Regions from separate parts of the Mus musculus genome. Here regions 1 and 2 are each linked to region 3. Evidence: chromatin contacts called from public Hi-C and promoter capture Hi-C data. All regions are on one chromosome and are shown on one strand. The core of a region is the stretch at or near the end of the contact, and the rest is flanking DNA. Distances in the headings are between cores, read along the strand shown. Region 1 holds the start of 4930512B01Rik (RIKEN cDNA 4930512B01 gene). Region 2 overlaps Atl1 (atlastin GTPase 1). Region 3 overlaps Nin (ninein).

Region 1 (3,483 bases), core at 600-3,099, 250 kb after region 3:
GCGAGAACACATCTATAGGGAAGGTTAAAAGTCAAATTCATATTAAAACCATTAGAAGCCATTAACCATCTATTTTAATAGCTAAATCCGCTGGTGAGATGGCTCAGCAGTTAAGAGAGCTGACTGCTCTTCCATAGGTCCTGAGTTCAAATCCCAGCAACCACATGGTAGCTCACAACCATCCGTAATGAGACCTGACGCCCTCTTCTGGAGTGTCTGAAGACAGCTACAGTGTACTTACATGTAATAATAGATAAATAAATATTTTTAAAAAATAGTTAAAGCCAAAAGGACCGCAAGGATGCCGGGCACTGGGGACATTGCAGGTGGGAAGGTAAAATGGAAAAGATAAGCTCAATGTGCAGAGGTCTCCCGCTAAGGATTTCCCCAAGAAAAATGAAGACCTGGCTTCACAGAAAGCACCATGCACGGCGTCTATAGCGGCTTCATGTATAATCACCCCACACTGGAAACAATCCAAATATCCTTCAACCAGGATTGAATAAACAAATAAATACCAGTCAGTACGTTCATACAACAGAACGCTACCCGGCAATAAACAGGAAGACACTGCTGCTAAATGCAAGATGTGTGTGGCTCTCAGATGTATTCTGTGAAGTGAGAATCTGACTCAATAAAAGCTGTGCACTGTATGTTTCCATGTACGCGATATTCTGGGCAAGGCAAAGCTATCGAGAAGACAAAAGTCAAAAAGAGTAGGCATTCACATTTGCACATGATTTCTGGGGAGGGTCCCAGACCACCACGAGTCTATTCTAGTAACTCATTATACCTCTACCCTTTGCCAGGCAGCCGTCACGCTCGGTATGCCCAGACCCAGCTTCCTCTTGAGCTCTGTGTACATTTGCATCGCACGTTCCTTGCCCCGGGTTGGCCAGGTTTCACATCGTGCGTTTTCTCTGCTGTAGCCCTGCCGCCAGCACACAAGCACCTCGGCGCCTAGCATAGGGGATGGAAGGGCTGACAAAATGTAGAGGCTGTCTGTGCGATCCTTATTTCAAGATTTCCTGCATCCATCAACTGCCACTGTCACTGTACTGAAACAGGTTCAATAAGAAGGTGATTGGGGAAAGAGTCAAGGCAATCAAAGCAGGCTCTGCACCGCCAAGACCCCACTACATGGGAGGGAAGGCCATCCTGCCTCCCTCTATTGCCTCACTCTCTCTCATTCATTTTTCGAAGCTGCAGCACCGAGCAATTGCTGTCCTCCGGGGTTCACAGGCGAGGAACGGACACCAAGGAGTGGACGTAATAAGGTATGGACCTGGTCACCCTAGCCCGAGCAGGCTGCTAGGACAGCCTGGGAGCAGGCGTTCTCCCTGCAAACTCTCCATGCTGTGATTTCCACGATTTAAACCCTCTGGACCTGCAGCGCGGGGTCAGGGACCCGGCCAAGTGGCTGCGGGTACAGCAGGGCGGAGGGCGGCCCCGCCCAACCGGCGCGGTTCCCATGGGGATCGCAGCAGTCACCCAGCCGAGCTGCAGGCTGCTGTGCTAGAGCTGGGCCGAGAGGCGCCTCAGGAGTCAGGGTGGGAGGTCCCCACAGTCCCTGCAGTTCCCGCAGTCCCCACGGGCCCGGTTGCCCAGCCGGTGTCCTCTTCCGGAGGGAATTGAGACCCGAAACTAGAACCGGGGAAGCCCTTCGCCTTCCTGGTGCTCCAGCCAGCTCAAGTGTCTTAGATCGTATGAACCATAACGTTAAAAAGATAGATTATCTTACAGCTCGGCTCGTTTTTGGATGCTGGCTACATCTTTAGCTCGAGGGAATGAAACAGACAACTGAAATTAGGTCACCCATGGCAGCCACCTGTAGACTCCCAGCCTTGACCGCGATGTCATTGCTGGGTGGGGGTGGAGTCCACACCTGGCTGATCCTTATTCTTTAACTCGCGCCTTGTTTTCTCTAGATCGCGGACGACAGCCCTTACTTGATGAGGCTCGAGAGAGGTCAGTTCATAAACGACCTTTAAAAACTATATGAAAATCCGTTCTCAAGAAGACTTGCTCCTCCTCTGTAATGGAAAAATATGAAAAAATTGGAAAGATTGGAGAAGGCTCCTATGGGGTAGTGTTCAAGTGCAGAAACAGGGACACGGGTCAGATCGTGGCCATCAAGAGGTTTCTGGAAACCGAAGATGACCCTGTCATAAAGAAAATCGCCCTTCGAGAAATCCGCATGCTCAAGGTAGCTAATTTGCTTTTTCTGTGCTAGATAGATGCTCTGGGCTGAGGCTCTGCCCTCTTCCCACACAGCCTTTGTCTTCAATGGCACAAATCAGAGTCTGTGCGCAGAGAACGGATTATGTAAGAGTAAGAAGGTGGACAGGAGAGGTGTGGGGCTCTCTTGGCGTCAACTGCAGACAGTCTTTTCACGGGTCTCTAAGAAGCAGAATTTAAAACAACTCGACTTTGCTAGAGTTTTTGAGTTTTGAGCTTCCAGCTTGTTTTCATTTTGTATTTTTAACCCATTGTCCTGTTTTCTTGGGCTATATATGCATCTGTATATGTGTGTTCATGTGTGCGCGCATAAATGTGTGTGTGTGTGTGTGTGTGTGTGTGTGTGTGTGTGTGGCATTTGGAAGCCAAAGGTTAACACTAGCCATCTTCTTCAACCATTTTCCCCCTTGTATATGGATACAGTGTCTCACTAGGATTGCTAGCCAGTGCTCTCCAGGATCTAGTACTGGGATTGCAGGTGGACAGCTGCCCTCGGGCAGCATTTATTGTGAGTGTTGGAATCTAAGCTTAGGTCCTTGGACAAAGGTGTTCATTACAAGACAAAAGTGTGTTCCCTCTTATTCTGGAAAGAGGCTTCTCTGAATTTCTCAGAGGCAATGCAGCTGCTACTGCAGGATGAGGCAGGCCATGGATGGCTCCCATGGGGAATCAACTGTGCTTCAGAAAGTGTGGCCTCGGTGTTCTGTCCAGACCCTGGCCAAGTGTATGAGTGGATGATGCTCTCAGAAGGGGTGAACTCAAATGTTTGTGCCGGTTCCCAGCTGGGGTCCTCTGCCTACTCTCCTCCACACAGCCAGTGTTGCACTCTGCTCTCGTGAGCCACTGACCATGTCCACTTTCTCAGTAGAAGCTGATAGCTGCCTTACTCTTTATTTAGCATCATCATTGTCAATATTATTACTACTTTGTGGTGTTAAGGATTGAACCCAGAGACTTTATCAAATTAACAAAACCTTCTCTCACCGAGGCACATTCCCAGTCTTCAATGGGTTGATTTACTCAATAATAATAGTAATAATAATAATAATAATAATAGGCTAGAAAGATGGCTCAGTGCATAAATGTGCTCACCACCAAACTGATAGCCTCAATTTGATCCCTTGGTCCTACATGATAGGAGAGAATCGATTCCCCCAAGTTGTCCTCTGACCTCCATGGTACACAGTAACACTTATGTGTTCCATCCACCAAAATTAGTGTTCCCAGGAGCACGGTGGCTGTTCT
Region 2 (3,476 bases), core at 224-2,723, 140 kb after region 3:
GGACCCACTATCTAAGAAATCTGTAACTAAAGACTGAAGAATAATGAGCTAAAACATAATAAGAAAAATTTTAATTCTCAGAAAAAAAAATTCTACATGCATGGCTCCTAGCTGGGTGGAGTCAACAATCCAACCACAGAATACTACTAAAATCTGAGTTGAACACACGCACCTTCACTGGGACGGTCAACGGGGTGCAAAGTTCTCCTATTCTAGAGGAAGAACAAGATGCAAAGGGACAGGAGAACCTTCACCCAAGCTTTCAAAGGAAGCAAAGACGGTATCTGCAATATTGAAATCCAGGGTTGATGATCTTGAAAATGAAATTGCGTTTGACTGTTGCCTGCCTGCCCCACCTCTCCACAGCAACCACTGATCTAGAATGTAATGTCTCAAATGTAATCCTTGCCCGCAGAACAGGACGATCTTGTGGCCGCCGCATCAATGCACGGCAAGGAGGCATTATAATCTTTTAACAAAGGAAAACAAGTAACTGGCTAGAAGGTACGACTATCCTCTTAGTAAGATGACAGAAATAGAACTCAGAATCAGAGAACCAAGGAGCACTGAACTCCCCTAGTGGGCATGAACTTTCAAAACAATAACAAAGCCAAACCACTTGAACACAATGTTTCTCTTATGCACCACCTGTCTTTGGTTTGAGATCCACATTGGTTCCGATCATAAAATTAGCTTATAGGGCTTTAGTTAGGATGTTGACGAGCTAAGCATTGTGCCTGCAAGAAATCTGGAGCCCAACCTACAAGGCCGCCCAGCCTGCCCACACTCCTCCAGATCTGGTCAGGAACAGCAGAGCGGGCGGGGCGCGGTTTCTCCCGCATCGCTGCGCTCTTCTCCTCTCTGCCTGCGTGAGCACCGCCCACCCACTCGCGCGTGAACCCACTAGGCCCAGCCCTTCCCTAGGCCCGGTGCTGAATCATGAACCCAGTATCTCTACAAGGTAAAAATCGAAGAACAAAGCCAGGCTAGTCTGAATTAGGCGAAAGGTCCATGTCAGCCAACAGGCTAGAAACCCCAACTCTGCTCGCTTTCTTCCCCATCCCTCCACTAACCCCAAACTGAGGTAAGTGTACAGTGCTGGAGACTCTCAGGAGGGTACCCCATCTCCCAGGCTGCTGAGATGCTTCTGCAGCGCAGTGTCCTAGCTCGCACGCTCCACCTCATTGTTCCACCGTCCTCCCAGAGCCCGCCAGCATCCGAGTAAGCCCTTGTCTCAGAAAGCTGGCTGGGGCTCCGCTTGCTCCAGATTGACCCTGTTCCCCTCTTTGCCAGCAACCACAGCTCTAGACCACCTTCTGCGCCCCCCTTTCAACCTATCTCTAGGGCGGAGCCCAGAGTCCCGGGAGCAACGGGGCGGGTGCTGTCCAAATGCTGGGAGGAGGCGGTGCAGGATGGGGAAGGAGCTGCAGGCCTGGCCTGCACCAGGCTCGGCACTGGTGACAGCGCGATTCCTTGGAGCAGTGAGCAGTCTTTGGTCGCAGAGGCTGGAACCCAGCAGCAGAAAACACAGGGCCAGACCCTGTGTAGGCTGCACAAGTTACCGATTGCTACTCACCCCAACTGTTTCTGTCCCTGCGGCTCTTAGCCATGGCGGTCTGTGGGCTGGTGTGGCGAGGCGCTGTCACTGCTCTTGCGGTCTTCTCCAGGGCCCCGCAGGTTTCTGGCAGTTAAGAGGCTCTGTGCCCGTTCTGGGCGCAGTTCGCTCAGATTCTGAGGATGTTGCTGTGGCGCTGGTGGGAAGGACTGGGGAAGAAAAGGGAGGGGAAAGCTGATGAACGGAGCTCAGCATCACCAGCTGGAGTTCACACAAATACCAGCGTCACACCCTCTGTACCTTGGCCCACCCCCAGACTGTGAAGACAGTGACAGACTATATACTGCATTGTTTTCAACAGAAAACACACAAAAATAAACATCACCCCTGTACATTTTCACAGAATTTAAAAGTATTATCTAGCGACAGAAATACACAAACCACCATTATTCTGGCTGTTCCAATACATGCTAGCAACATTTGGACAAATTAAAGTGCTCTGCATTCTCCTCAGGGCGTCATTTGTTAAGTAACGACATACTTTAAAAAGAGGATACTTTGCATTGCTGTATATGTATGCTGAGCAAGACTAGATGTTAAAATTAAGCTAATTTAGATCAAAGTATGCTAGAGGTTCACTGTAATTTGTAACTGGCTCAATGTCTAATTGCAACATGTACCCCAAAGTTGCAAAGACTGTCTGAAGATTTTACACACACACACACACACACACACACACACACACAAACACTAAAATCAGGCTCCATATGGGTGGTACAGGGTGCCTTGGCAGCCATAAAGGTTGCAGGCAAATATGAAGGAAAAGCACAATGCAACAAACACTTTTTAAAAATACCCTTCCTCTTTTTCTTTTTTTTTTTTTTTTTTTTTTTTTTTTGGTGTTTCTGCCTCTCTACCCATACTTCTGGTGTGGTCAGCATCCTACAGACACCATCACTTCCTGCTCTTTGACCATTGGATATTTCCACCCCCATTTATCTCCTCACACACCACCAGCCTCCTAAGGACTAGATCCATGGTCTCCACTTAAGCAGAATACGTTATAAGCAACTCCTCACTTTTGTAAGCCCATATCCCCTTTTCAGTGAAGCCATCTATGGGTAAATACTATGAGACTGGGCATTACAAAAACAGTTTAGGAAATAACTATGTATACAGTGAGTCTTCAACTGTTGCCTAAGGATTTTTCATCTAATGACTTCAGTACATCCTGGTATCCTTGTCTGAATTACTTTTATATTATTTTAAATGGAATTTTAAAAACAATTCTATAATTTCTTTACATTTTACAGTTAGTCTCTTCTTTCTCTCTCTCTCTCTCTCCCCCCCACACACACACACATACACACACACACACACACACACACACACACACACACACACACACACCTTATATATGTTGAGCATTCCTAAGATGGTTTGGATGAGAGCTCTCTCAATAGTCTTAGACATTTGAACACTTGGTCTTCAGTTGGTGGCACTGTTCCAGCAGGTATGATCTTGTTGGAGGAAGTATGTCAGTGCGGGCAGGTTTTGAGAACTTGCTTGCTGCTTGCAACTAAAGATGTGAGCTCTTAACTGTTCCTAGCCTGCTGCCTACCTGATACCGTGCTTCCCAGTCTAGACAGTAACAGACTCCTCCCTCTAGAACTGAAGCCCCAAATAAATCCTTTCTCCCCTAAGTTGCCTTGGCCATTGTCTTAGTTTGGGCTTCTATTGCTAGAAAGAAACATCACAACCAAAAAGCAAGTTGGGGAGTGTTTATTTGGCTAGACTTCCATACTCCTGTTCATTATTGAAGAAAGCCAGAAGAGGACCTCAAACAGGGCAGGAACCTGGAGGTGGGATCTGATGTAGAAGCCATGGAGGGGTGAGCTTACTGGCTTGCCCAGCTTACATT
Region 3 (3,844 bases), core at 578-3,077:
AAAAGGCTCAGCTCCAGGAGGAGCTGCGGCAGGAGCATGAGAGGGAGCTCCAGGCCAGGCTGCAGCAGGCAGCGGAGAGCTTTCGCCAGGAGAGAGAGGGACTCGCCCAGGCTGCCTGGACTGAGGAGAAGGTGAGAGGCTTGGAGCAATCTTACCAGGAGCAGCTGCTGAGCCTGGAGGAGAAGCATGCTCTAGAGAAAGAAGAGCTGAGGGAAGAGCTCTCGGAACATCACCGAAGGGAACTCCAGGAGGGAAGGTAAGAAAATGAGGGGACCGTGAACTACTGGACACTCTTTCTCCGGAGTTCCTGTCAGCCAGGGAGGACTGGAAAACGGGATCGGGGTTGGGGGAGCAGAGCAGAGCAGCCCATGGATTTGAGTAGGTTCTTTCAAAGTTAATCAAACTAGTTTTGTCTTGTTCACCAGGAAGTCTCCTTTGGTCATTGGAACTGTTCTGGTGTGTATGTATGTGGGAGAGGGAGGGAAGACAGGCAGTCAGAGGAACTGTCCCTGCGTGACACTTACTGTCTTCCTGTGCTCAGATGAGGACCAGATCCTTTCTACTGCAATGCTGTCTGATGCTCTCTGAGGAAACCCATTCGTACACTGGATTTGGAATACTCATATTTATTCCCCTTTACGAAATGGCATATTGTGTTTACTGTCCTTGTGTGAAATCCCAGGTATAACTGAGAGATTTCGAGTTTCCCACCCTGTTTAATGCAGAGCTCTTTTGTTAATTAAGCAAAAACAGAAGAGAGTTATTAATGTGCCTGTTTTATGCAGCTGAAATCCTATGGTGCCTCTTTCAAAATATTTCCCAGCTGAGGAGTGAGGTCACTATGTCTTTGGTCATTCAATGTGAAATGCCAGTATAAGGCATCATTAAACCACATAAGTACATTCAGGAAGCCTATTAAAGGATTTGGTTTCGTAAGCTCCCCCTGCTTCAGAGAAAGATAAGTTTCCTGGATTCCTGGTCCCCAGAAGAAAGAGCCTCTCCCCGAACACACGAATGGCCTAGGAACCAGAGCATTGTAGGAAGTGGTCCCATTGTCTGCCCGGCAGCCTCCTTTTTGTATGGGAAAATGTTGGGTTTGCTTCCGGAGTTGGCAGCAGTCTCAGTAATGCTGTCTGTTGACCACATTTAGGGAAGAAATGGAAACAGAGTGTAATAGAAGAGTCTCTCAGATAGAAGCCCAGTGCCAGGCTGACTGTGAGAAAGTCACTGAGCACTGTGAACAAACTCTGCAAAGCCTCGAGGTTCGCCACCGCCAGGAGCTGAGGGACCTCTTGGACCAGCACCTGGAGGAAAGGTCTCAGTGGGAGTTTGAGAAGGATGAGCTTACACAAGAGTGCACAGATGCCCAGGAGCAGCTGAAGGAGGCGCTCCAGAGGGAGAGGGCGACCGCTGCGGCCATGAAGCAGGAACAGGAGATACTGGAGAGGACATACAAGGACCGTTTGAATATCCTGAGCACGGAAAGAAAGCAGCTGCTGCAAGACCTGAAAGACCTACAGAACGCATCTGAGAGCCAGCATGGCCTCCTGTCTGGCCAGATACTTGAGCTGAAGAGAAGTCAGGAGAGAGAACTGAGGGACCAAGGGCAGGCGCTATGCCAGACGGGGGTCTCTGAGCAGCTGGCCAGCCAGCAGCTCGAAAGGCTCCGGGTTGAGCATGAGCAAGAGAGGCGAGAAATGACGGGCAAGCTTGCCGCCCTGGAGAGCGCCCACAGAGCAAGCCTTGAGAGAGCAGATCAAGAGAAGGCGGAGATGAGCACAGAAATCTGCAGGCTTCAGAATACAGTCAAGGACATGCAGCAGGCAGCATCTCTCTTGATGCTTCAGGGTGGCTGCCAGGCAACGGCAGGGGAGGAGGCAGAAGGAGATGGAGCCATGTCCCTGCTTCAGCAAGGCGAGCAGCTATTGGAAGAAAACGGAGATGTCCTCATCAGCCTGCAGAGAGCTCACGAGCATGCAGTGAAGGAAAATGCAAAGATGGCTACTGAAATTTCCCGATTGCAGCAGAGGCTGAAGAAGTTAGAGCCGGGGTCGGTGATCTCGTCTTGTTTGGAGGAGGGGACGTCTGAGATTTCTGGAAGTTCCAGGGAACAAGTAGAACCCATAATGAAACAAGGTCCAGCCACCAAGCACTTCCTGAGCGATCTAGGAGACCACGAGGCCCGGGACCTGGCAAGTACCGGGACAAGCTCCGTTCAGAGGCAGGAGTGCAAAACCGAGGCGTCGGAAGCTTCCCTGGACTGCTTTTCTGAGCTTGAAAACAGTGAAGACACCAGGACCGAGTCCTGGGACCTCAAGAGTCAGATCAGCCAGCTTCGGGAGCAACTGACGGTCTTGCGAGCAGACTGCGATCGGGCTTCCGAGAGGAAACAGGACCTGCTTTTCGATATCTCTGTGCTGAAAAAGAAACTGAAGATGCTGGAGAGACTCCCGGAGGCATCTTCCAGGTATAAGGTATTATACGAGGATGCCGCCCGAGAAAACTCCTGCCTTCAGGAGGAGCTGAGACTTGTAGAGACGCGCTACGAGGAGTCGCTGGACAGCAACAAAGAGCTTACGGCGGAGGTCTACAGGTTGCAGGATGAGATGAAGAAAATGGAGGAGGTGATGGAGACGTTCCTCAGCCTGGAGAAGAGTTACGATGAGGTCAAAGTGGAAAATGAGGAACTCCGTGCTCTGGTGTTGAGACTTCAAGGGAAGATGGAGAAGGTGCTGGGAAGGGCCGCCCTGCAGGGTGACAGCTACGCCCTCTGGGAAGCCCCTTCAGAAAACCTGGAGGTCGCCTCGGATGAAAAGATGCTTGAACTCCGTCAGACTCCGAAAGAGTGTACGCCCAAGGTCGTGAGCATGCACCACATCATAGAAGAGTGTACACAAGAAACCCAGTGCTGTGAGCAGGGAAGCACGAAGCTCCTAGCTAGAATAAAAGCACACGAAATCGCCTGGTTCCACAGAGCAATTAAGACACATCCGGAAAAGCCTAGCGCGCAGAACCGAGTCATCCCGGAGGGAAGTGCTGCTCTCCTAGGCCTACAAGACAAGCATCTTCAGCAGGAGGCCACCATCGCAGAGTTAGAACTAGAGAAGCAAAAGCTACAGGAGCTGACTAGAAATCTGAGGGAGCGAGTCACTGCACTAGTTAGGCAAAAAGACGCCCCTTCTCAAGGGCAGAAGGAGGAGGAGCTGAAGGCAATGATGCAGGACCTGCAGATCACGTGCGGGGAGATGCAGAGGAAGGTTGAACTCCTGAGGTAACGTATGTGCCTTCTAGACCTCGTGGAAGTCCGCAAAGCGCCTCATCACATCTAACTGCTGCTGCTTGCCGTGCTTAGAGACACTAACCTGTTAGTCTCGAGAAGAGCAGTGTTCTAGCCGCCTCCTGCTTCTGTGTGTATTAACAACTAGAGTAACCTTGTCTAGGAAGCATCCCCTTCCTCATAGCATTAGTGTGGTCCATCTGGAGTGTGGAAGTGCGAAATGGCGAGTGTCTGCTGTTTAACCACTTGTATCGTTCGTCCTTGGCCCTCTTCTGGCTCTGACGTCCTTGGGATGAGCAGATACCCTGTTGCTCCATGTTAGTTACTGTCCTCATTTTAACGAAGCATGTTATATGGAATGAATGCCTCTTATGTAGTATTAACTCACTTGGAATACGCTCTTCCTATACTAACGTAGGAAACTTACTGAACGGGTCACACACCTTTTCCTTCCATACTTGACAGATATGCCAATGTCCTAGAAACAGTACATCTTTATTGTACTATTTTACCAGGGAGTTATCAGATTGGAATAAATATTCTTGAGCGATGAAGACAAAGTGAACT

Evidence for each region. Promoter capture Hi-C pulls out the DNA fragments that hold promoters and counts their contacts. Hi-C and Micro-C count contacts between places; a contact is called where the count stands out from the background.
Region 1: a contact with region 3 is called in a promoter capture Hi-C map of hippocampal neurons, with 1.6 times the contacts expected there. The contact joins the promoter of 4930512B01Rik here to the enhancer-like site in region 3. A contact is called at or near these places in 4 of 39 promoter capture datasets (embryonic stem cells, hematopoietic stem and progenitor cells, hippocampal neurons and 1 more) and 1 of 9 other capture datasets (pancreatic islet).
Region 2: a contact with region 3 is called in a Hi-C map of cerebral cortex, with 2.1 times the contacts expected there. The contact joins two enhancer-like sites. A contact is called at or near these places in 1 of 39 promoter capture datasets (liver), 1 of 15 datasets of contacts at CTCF or cohesin (large pre-B cells), 8 of 484 Hi-C or Micro-C datasets (CD8 T cells, cerebral cortex, embryonic stem cells and 5 more), 3 of 115 datasets of contacts at active chromatin or transcription factors (embryonic stem cells, large pre-B cells and stem cell-derived neural progenitor cells) and 3 of 9 other capture datasets (adipose tissue, liver and pancreatic islet).

Annotation. Positions count from the first base shown.
Region 1 is chr12:69,788,710-69,792,192 of GRCm38.p6, reverse strand. 4930512B01Rik (RIKEN cDNA 4930512B01 gene) reads right to left here and starts at 1,849. Exons shown (of 8, transcript NR_033573.1): 1 at 1,742-1,849. Cdkl1 (cyclin-dependent kinase-like 1 (CDC2-related kinase)) reads left to right here and starts at 1,486. Exons shown (of 10, transcript NM_183294.2): 1 at 1,486-1,550; 2 at 1,929-2,206. The coding sequence starts at 2,039.
Region 2 is chr12:69,906,093-69,909,568 of GRCm38.p6, reverse strand. It overlaps Atl1 (atlastin GTPase 1), which reads right to left. Exons shown (of 15, transcript NM_178628.5): 2 at 1,577-1,764. The coding sequence starts at 1,610. Among named protein-coding and RNA genes, the nearest start is that of Map4k5, 15 kb to the right of the region's middle. Within about 2 kb of position 1,473, at least 137 of the 459 cell types and tissues checked have an H3K27ac peak or open chromatin away from gene starts, as enhancers often do. A contact at or near this core is called in cerebral cortex, where this site is marked.
Region 3 is chr12:70,041,559-70,045,402 of GRCm38.p6, reverse strand. It overlaps Nin (ninein), which reads left to right. Exons shown (of 29, transcript NM_001081453.1): 15 at 1-256; 16 at 1,151-3,271. Among named protein-coding and RNA genes, the nearest start is that of Gm23579, 49 kb to the right of the region's middle. Within about 2 kb of position 1,827, at least 28 of the 459 cell types and tissues checked have an H3K27ac peak or open chromatin away from gene starts, as enhancers often do. A contact at or near this core is called in cerebral cortex and hippocampal neurons, where this site is marked.